Regions from separate parts of the Oryctolagus cuniculus genome. Here region 2 is linked to region 1. Evidence: chromatin contacts called from public Hi-C data. All regions are on one chromosome and are shown on one strand. Each heading gives the region's core, a stretch centred on a gene start, on an enhancer-like site or on the middle of the called end of the contact. The rest is flanking DNA. Distances are from core to core; before and after follow the strand shown. Region 1 overlaps EBF1 (EBF transcription factor 1). Region 2 overlaps EBF1 (EBF transcription factor 1).

Region 1 (3,545 bases), core at 363-2,862:
TATTCTGTCCCATACAAGCTTTTTTTTTCTTTTTTCAAACTTTTTTGTAAATATCACCAGTTCATTCTCCCTTTACACAGCTTTAAAAACATCATAAATTAAAACATGGAGTCTTATTTATAGTGTCCCTTGTATATAGCTTTACGGTTTATAAAAGACAAATGATTGCAGAGTTAAGCTTTAAAAAAAAAAAAAAAAGAAAAAGTGGATTTGCTTTTATCAGTACAGAATAAATATATCCCCCAAACACTCGGGAGGTACAACTTTAACCAACACCCTGCACTGGCAGATTCCTTCCAATTTCAGTATTTGCAAGGTCGGTGATTTTTGTTTGTTTAAAAATCTGCAGTTATTGTGATTCCTCTTAAAAAGGCCTGAGTTAAAAGTTCCACTCTGGGACTTGTATCAGATTACTCTCTGTAGCAGAATCCAACCTCTTCATTAATAAAATTCTTCAAGGCAATCCTTTCACATGGGAGGAACAATCATGCCAGATATCGCTATGGAAAGAGAAGACAGAAGTCAATGGCTTAGCATTCAAACTTCTCACTGAGGGGAAAAAAAAATAAAAAGCATGCATACACATCTACATTGATTGAATATTACCCACACACGTGCTCTCATCATCTCTGGAGTAAGTTTTTGTTATAATACATATATGTACTGTATTAAATATTATAGTATATCAGCATGCGTATGTATCTCCATCAGAACAGAATAGCCTAAGCATCACTCCAAATCTGATTGCAATTTAAAAACATGACTGGAAAGTTAAATAGTTTGAATACCATTGGGAAAGTTACAGCCCCAAACCTTGCAAAACAGTGAAAATTTTCAATCTGTCCCTCTTACCCACATCACCTCCCGGCCCTGACTTCACATCCAGAATATAAATTGGTCCATCCCATTTGCCAGTAATTTTCTAAAAGCAACAATAACACCACCACCACCACCACCTACGACTTTGCTGTGCACAAAAATGGAGCCACAGGGCAGCCTTCTGAATGCCTTCGCATCAGCCCTCAGGCTGCAGGAAACACAGCCGCTACTACGGCAGGCCTGCTCACTGGGAATGTGGAGTTGGGGGAAAGCTCAGAGCGGGAGGGGGAGACAAGTTGGCATGAAGCTGCGGAAGGTCTTCACCGCTGCTTTGCTCCTGGTTTCTGGAATGTTCTGACTATGCTTCCTAGAAAATTGTAGCCTAGGAAAACTAGAGTGAGATCCTGGGAAACAGGACGGCTCTTTGAAGGGTTCAGACTTAGGCCGCTAAACCTACTGGTATATGGAGAGAAGAGAGTCAGATAGGTCAGCCTTCCCACCTCTGGTTTTCCCTGGGCCATAGCCACTCGGATCCTTAAACTTCAATCTCCTTGGCTAGATAATGCAGTTATTCACTTGGTTTAAGGTTGTTGGAAATTTAAATAAAATAACAAATATGTGAAGTCCTTTGCTTAGGTTCCTGGTAGGAGTTAGCTGCATATCACTTGTGCTGTTAAACTAGCTGTGTGACCTTGTGTTAAGTGTTTAACTTCTCTGGGCCTCTCTTTTCTCTTATACCCAACAGGCACATTTCACACAAGGCTGTGGGGAAGTCTGGGATATCGATAAGACTGTGAAGGTGGAGCAAGCGGCAACTCTGAACTACATCAAGGGGAGAGAGATTCTTACATTACAATCGGGAAGCAGCCATATTGGACTCACCAGAATGGCCCAGCGTCCTGTCAAGCAGGGAAAACTTCCTGCCTTCTTGTTACTGGCAGTCCTAAACTTCAATTAATGTTCTTGTCAGTGATGACTGTGTTTAGGAAGTGGCCCTCTTCATTTACTAACGATCCTGTCTAGAGGAATGGGTCTGTTTAAGTGAACCCCACTACTACAAATCCTGCAGGGGACACAGGGAGGCCAGGAGGTGGGGGCTCTGCACCCTGAGGCCACCACACGCCCTGACGTTTTAGATTCAATTAGAACAAACACCAAAAAGTATTTTGCCAAACACTTTTTCCGTTAATTTTTAAACCCATCTGTATTCACAAGGAAATTCAATCCACATGTTTCTGATTCATTTACACGTAAATCATCCAAATGTTGTTTTGCAAGAGCCCCTTTGCAGGCCAAAAGCTCCTGGAGTCCTTTTTGTAAGCCCTCATAAGCCTTTTTTTCTTAGAAACAGGAAGTTGTCTTTTGCCAAATGCAGACCAACTTAAACCCCCTGAAAGATTTGAGATCAGAACAAAATGCAGTCCCCCCAAGAATCAAATGAACCCTAGATCTGACTAAAGCCAGGAGCTCTGTATTTTAATCCAAGTCTGAACTTGAGCATTGAAGACGTGGTGACGCAAAAGGCAAGGGGGGAGGGGAGGGGTCTTTGCAGTGTGACTGCTCAGCAGGGCCCTGCCTCTTCAAGGACATTTTTATTCCGGCTGGAATGGGGTCCAGGTACCCTTACTAAAGATTGCGGCAGTTTTAAGCCCATGGCCAAAGAGGCAAGTCTACTTGTGACTTCTACAAGAAAATTCAAGAAAAGTCCCTCACAGTATAGCCAGATAAGCTTAGGCAATGTCAGTATGACTCACAGTAAAGCAGAGAGCTGACACTGCTAATATGGTCAATAGGTCCGGCCAGTATTTATAGCTGGGCCCTAAAAACATCCCATTGGGTGGCTAGATTTTTTGTTTAGGTACCCAAACACTGCTAAGATCTTATAAGGAATGTGCTAGATCTGTCAGATGAAACCGCCACTTAGGACCATATTTAAAGTTCTGAAACAAAGCTATTTTAGGTGGCAGTCGGTAGCTAAGAGCACTTCTTAACCCAGACTCTAGGGGTTCCAACTGCAGCACCCCAGGGGCCCTGGCTGGGAAGGGAGTGAGCAAAGCCTCCGAGTGGGGATGGAGGTGATGTAGCCAGTACCATCTTCTTCAGAGTGCACAGCAGTCAGGCCCACCAAATGTCGCCACACAGGAATGACAGTGTACAGCCTCCAGGACTTCTGACCTCTTTCAAGACAGCTGGAGTTGTCGAATTTTAAAGACAAAATAGCCAGGGTATCCACGTCAGCAGATAATAGAAATTAAAGACACACACACACATCTGAGGATCTCTAGAGGGGGAACGTGGTCGGCTCCTCCTTTCCCATTTTCCTTCAGTGGCCTACAGACTTGTGGGAGAATCTAATGGAAGCTGTCCAACTCTGTGCAGAAAAAGGCCCAGAATTTTATTAACATCACAAGTTACAGAGCCCTAAACCTCGCCTATGACTTCCAAAACTCCATGTGCAGACACTTATTGATGAGTAAATCCGGGCTACGATCTCCACTCGTGGCTCCTCAGCATAGCATGGCAAAAGAAGCCTCTTTATGAAGAAACCTCACTGTGTGCCCACAGGAGGCTCTGAGGAGTTCGAAGCTGTTTTTCTTTTATCTGTGCTGCAATCTGAAAATTAATTATGTGGGTGAGAGGAATGGGTGTCTGAGGCTTGGAATGTTCCAGAAAAGCCGCTGGCATGTTAACTTGCCCAAGTGGGGCCCATGGAGATTCCCACGAGG
Region 2 (3,545 bases), core at 429-2,928, 180 kb after region 1:
TAGAAAAAGTGCAGAGTTCCAAAGCAACAAAATTGAAACTGAAACGTGTGTCACTTCCTTACGATTCAAGCAAGAACACATCCTACTTGAAAACTTCCCTGGTATAAATAAGCTTTTATTTCTAATTATTCCTGAAGGAATACCTGTAATCCCTGCTTTCAGTACATTTATGAGACAAAACAAATATTGCTGAGACATAAGCCTGAACAAACAAGCTACTATATTTAAAGGAGTAGCCCAGATGCCACCCTCTACTAGGAAATGAGCAATGCTCTAAGTCCTGAGCTGCTTCTACAACCAAAGGATGTGCACAGTTGAAAAAAATGAAATAATATGAATTCATGTCTTGATTTCCCTGAGCCATTTATTTATACTATTTGAATAAGGGTTAATATTCATCTGGATTTTACAGAGATTAGTATGTATCTTTTTCATCTGTCACTTATCTAGATATACTCACATAATATCCATGTGGTTAGAGAAAACTCCATCACCTTGATAGAGTCAATTTTATCATAAATCACTTTCTTAATTATGATCTAAACTTTTCAGGTTCCTTTACACAAGAACTTTAAATTTATGACCCTTTGGGGATGAATAGGTGCATTTTTACTCAATTACAACAAAAAGAAACTTAGGACCTCAGAATCTTAGAGGAAGAAATAAAACTTAGCTAGTGGTCCAATTGCTTTGTTTGGGGAATGAGGAAAACTTAAAGCTAAAAGAAGTTCCATGATATATTCAATATCATGTATGACTAGTTGAAATGCCAGGGCCAATAGTAATATAAGATAGGATGTAATTATACTAGCAAGGATAAAAATCAGCAACAGCTTCAAGTACTTATGGTGAGCTTGCAATCAGGCAGGCATCCTACTTTGTAGGCACTGTCTCTTTTAGTCTCCCAGTGTCTCTAATAATGTAGTTGTTATTATTGCCCCATTAATAAGGAGGAAACTGGAGCTTAAGGAAGTCAGTATGTCTCCTACCTTTAATCCCAGATTGCTTCCTGTCTACTGTCTACTGTCCTCTACAGAAAGCTCCATAAGAGTTCTTTGTGGCTTGTCTATTAGACACTTTTGTGACATAGAGCCACTGTCTTTTACTGAAGACCTCCTAGGTAAGATACACAGATGTTTTCCATCTTACTTTCCCTGCTGCCTTGTAGGACCTCTGATCTGAGGGCAAAGAAAAAAAGGAAAGCTCTTGCAACTATACCCTCCAAGCTTCAGGAAAAGCTGTATCTTTCCATAAGATGTTTGGCATTGCCCTATTGTTCAGTTTAAGACGCTCTGGTCCACTGTTCCACCAGCCAAGCCCCTCATGTTGGATATGGAAATCACAAAAAAAAAAACAAAAAGCTTTAAAATCTATAAATCTCAAGGCAACCAAAGGATATGCCACCTACCATGGCAGGTGAATGGCATACTAGTGTTGCTTTGATAGCCCCCTTTTGATTTTATTGGTACAAAAGAAATTAAAAATATCATGATTCTCCTTCTGCCTCTGCTCTTGCCCAGTGCTGGATTTTCCTAACAGCGGGATACCCATGCAGGTCTTTTTACTGTACTACCCTGGTATAAGCAAAATTATCCTGTTTACTGTTTGCTTTTAGATGCTCACTCCAAATTATGCATGGCTTTAGACCACAGAGTCAGAGAAACAGCTTGCTATACTGTAAAAGTGTAAGGGAGTAAGTAAAGGAATTGGCTTTTGGCACTCATTTCCTTAAAGCCTCTACCTCCACCAGCTCCCTTCCCACTGCACCCAGATTTGCTTCAGTCTCCATCTACAGTTCCAAGCCCAAGCTTGTGAAGGTATTTAGAAAAGGCGACCAGGGTAACTGGATAAAAACCACTCTTAGCACCATGACTTCTTTTCTTCGTGTATACACTAGGGAGCCAGAGTGTCATGTATTATTTACATGCACCTGAAGGGGTTAATCTTTTCTTTTCCTTATTTTGACAACCATGTTTATCTTTTGAAAAGGCTAGCAGGGGCTCAGTGTGGCACTGGAGTGCTAACTGCTAACACATGGGCTGTGCTACATCTCAGCAAAAATTTCTCTCATACTTGTACAGGCAACCCAGCCAAGATCAACACCGTGCGTATGATTTTCTTCATCATGAATTGACAGCTTATTTATCTCCATGGAAGAACTTTCTGAGACCCATAGGCACCCAGGCAACTTAGGCAGCATTCAGCTGACTGTTCAAAAATATTATTGCTTCATAAAAAGTAGAGACTAAATTATTTCATTCCTATTAGACTGTTTTCCCTTTAATGAGACTTTTTGGCAACGCTGAGTTTTGACACTAATTTATGATGAAATACTACAAACACACAGACACATACACACAAGCCCTTTCCAATTGGCATTGTATTTTGAAACCCTCTTTAGACCCAGTGGTTTGTGGGCAGTACTAAGTTTTGTGACGATGCACATTTTCCATGGCTTCTCTTTCCAACAATGTTCAGGAAGCCTCATTAGAATAATTAGGAAAGAAGTCGTTTCCGTGTACCATATCTTGCAATGGAAGTAATGGCTTCCGGTGCCTGTAAAACCAGCAAGAAATAGAACACAAATGCCAGCTCCCAACTGACAATGGAAAAGAATATAACCTCATGTTGCTGCCACACGGAGCACAGATCAAGTGTGATTCTGTCAGGTTCTCTCATCCATATCTTGGACTGCTCATGGGAAAGCTTAAATCAATTTGCAAGCAGAAGACAACCCAGAAAATAATAACAAACTGAATATGCAAATACAGAATCCAAAAGTATTTTCACTAACAATAAATCACCTACAATTATTTAGCTAACTGCAATGAGACTAGTGACCTACTTTTGGGTGGTGAAAGATGCATAAAACTATCAGGACAGGGGGCGAGGCAAGGGGAGGGGAACATGGAGAGAGGAGAGGAGAGGAGAGGGGAGGAGAGGGGAGGAGGGGAGAGGGGAGGAGAGGGGAGGAGGGGAGGGGAAGGGAGGGGAAGAGAGGGGAGGGGAGGGGAGGAGAGGAGAGGAAAGGAGAGGGGAGGGGAGGGGAAGGGATGGGAAGAGAGGGGAGGGGAGGGGAGGAGAGGAGAGGAGAGGGGAGAGGAGGAGAGGAGAGGAGAGGAGAGGAGAGGAGAGGAGAGGAGAGGAGAGGAGAGGAGAGGAGAGGAGAGGAGAGGAGAGGAGAGGGGCATGAGAAATTGGTCTGGGGATGAGGGAGGTTTTTTCGCCATATTGGAGTGACTTCTAACTATAGACACTCAAAAGTAAAGCCAGCCCCCATTTCTCTGAGAGAATATCTCCAATTTGGGTACTACTTTCTGGTACTATAACTTCTACATAACATTAATAGAAAATAGTTTTTGAATAAATGTTTTATGTCATTTAATTCATTATTTCATTGAATCCCCACAACCAGATAATGTAGGTGTCTATATTACTTATGCCTTCACTTTTCAGTGAGGAAACTGGAGCCCAGACAAGTTAAGCAATTCACCCTAGATCACACATTTTTATTTTTACCAGGCTAAATTTCTTCACTGATTCCC

The links. Hi-C and Micro-C count contacts between places; a contact is called where the count stands out from the background.
Region 2: a Hi-C map of an unstated tissue shows a contact between it and region 1, with 2.1 times the contacts expected there. The contact joins two enhancer-like sites. A contact is called at or near these places in 2 of 6 Hi-C or Micro-C datasets (skin fibroblasts and an unstated tissue).

The regions. Positions count from the first base shown.
Region 1 is chr6:45,604,284-45,607,828 of mOryCun1.1, forward strand. It overlaps EBF1 (EBF transcription factor 1), which reads right to left. Exons shown (of 16, transcript XM_008255335.4): 16 at 1-500. The coding sequence ends at 469. Among named protein-coding and RNA genes, the nearest start is that of EBF1, 410 kb to the right of the region's middle. Within about 2 kb of position 1,613, at least 2 of the 8 cell types and tissues checked have an H3K27ac peak or open chromatin away from gene starts, as enhancers often do.
Region 2 is chr6:45,785,028-45,788,572 of mOryCun1.1, forward strand. The region is part of intron 6 of EBF1 (EBF transcription factor 1); the gene reads right to left. Among named protein-coding and RNA genes, the nearest start is that of EBF1, 230 kb to the right of the region's middle. Within about 2 kb of position 1,679, at least 1 of the 8 cell types and tissues checked has an H3K27ac peak or open chromatin away from gene starts, as enhancers often do.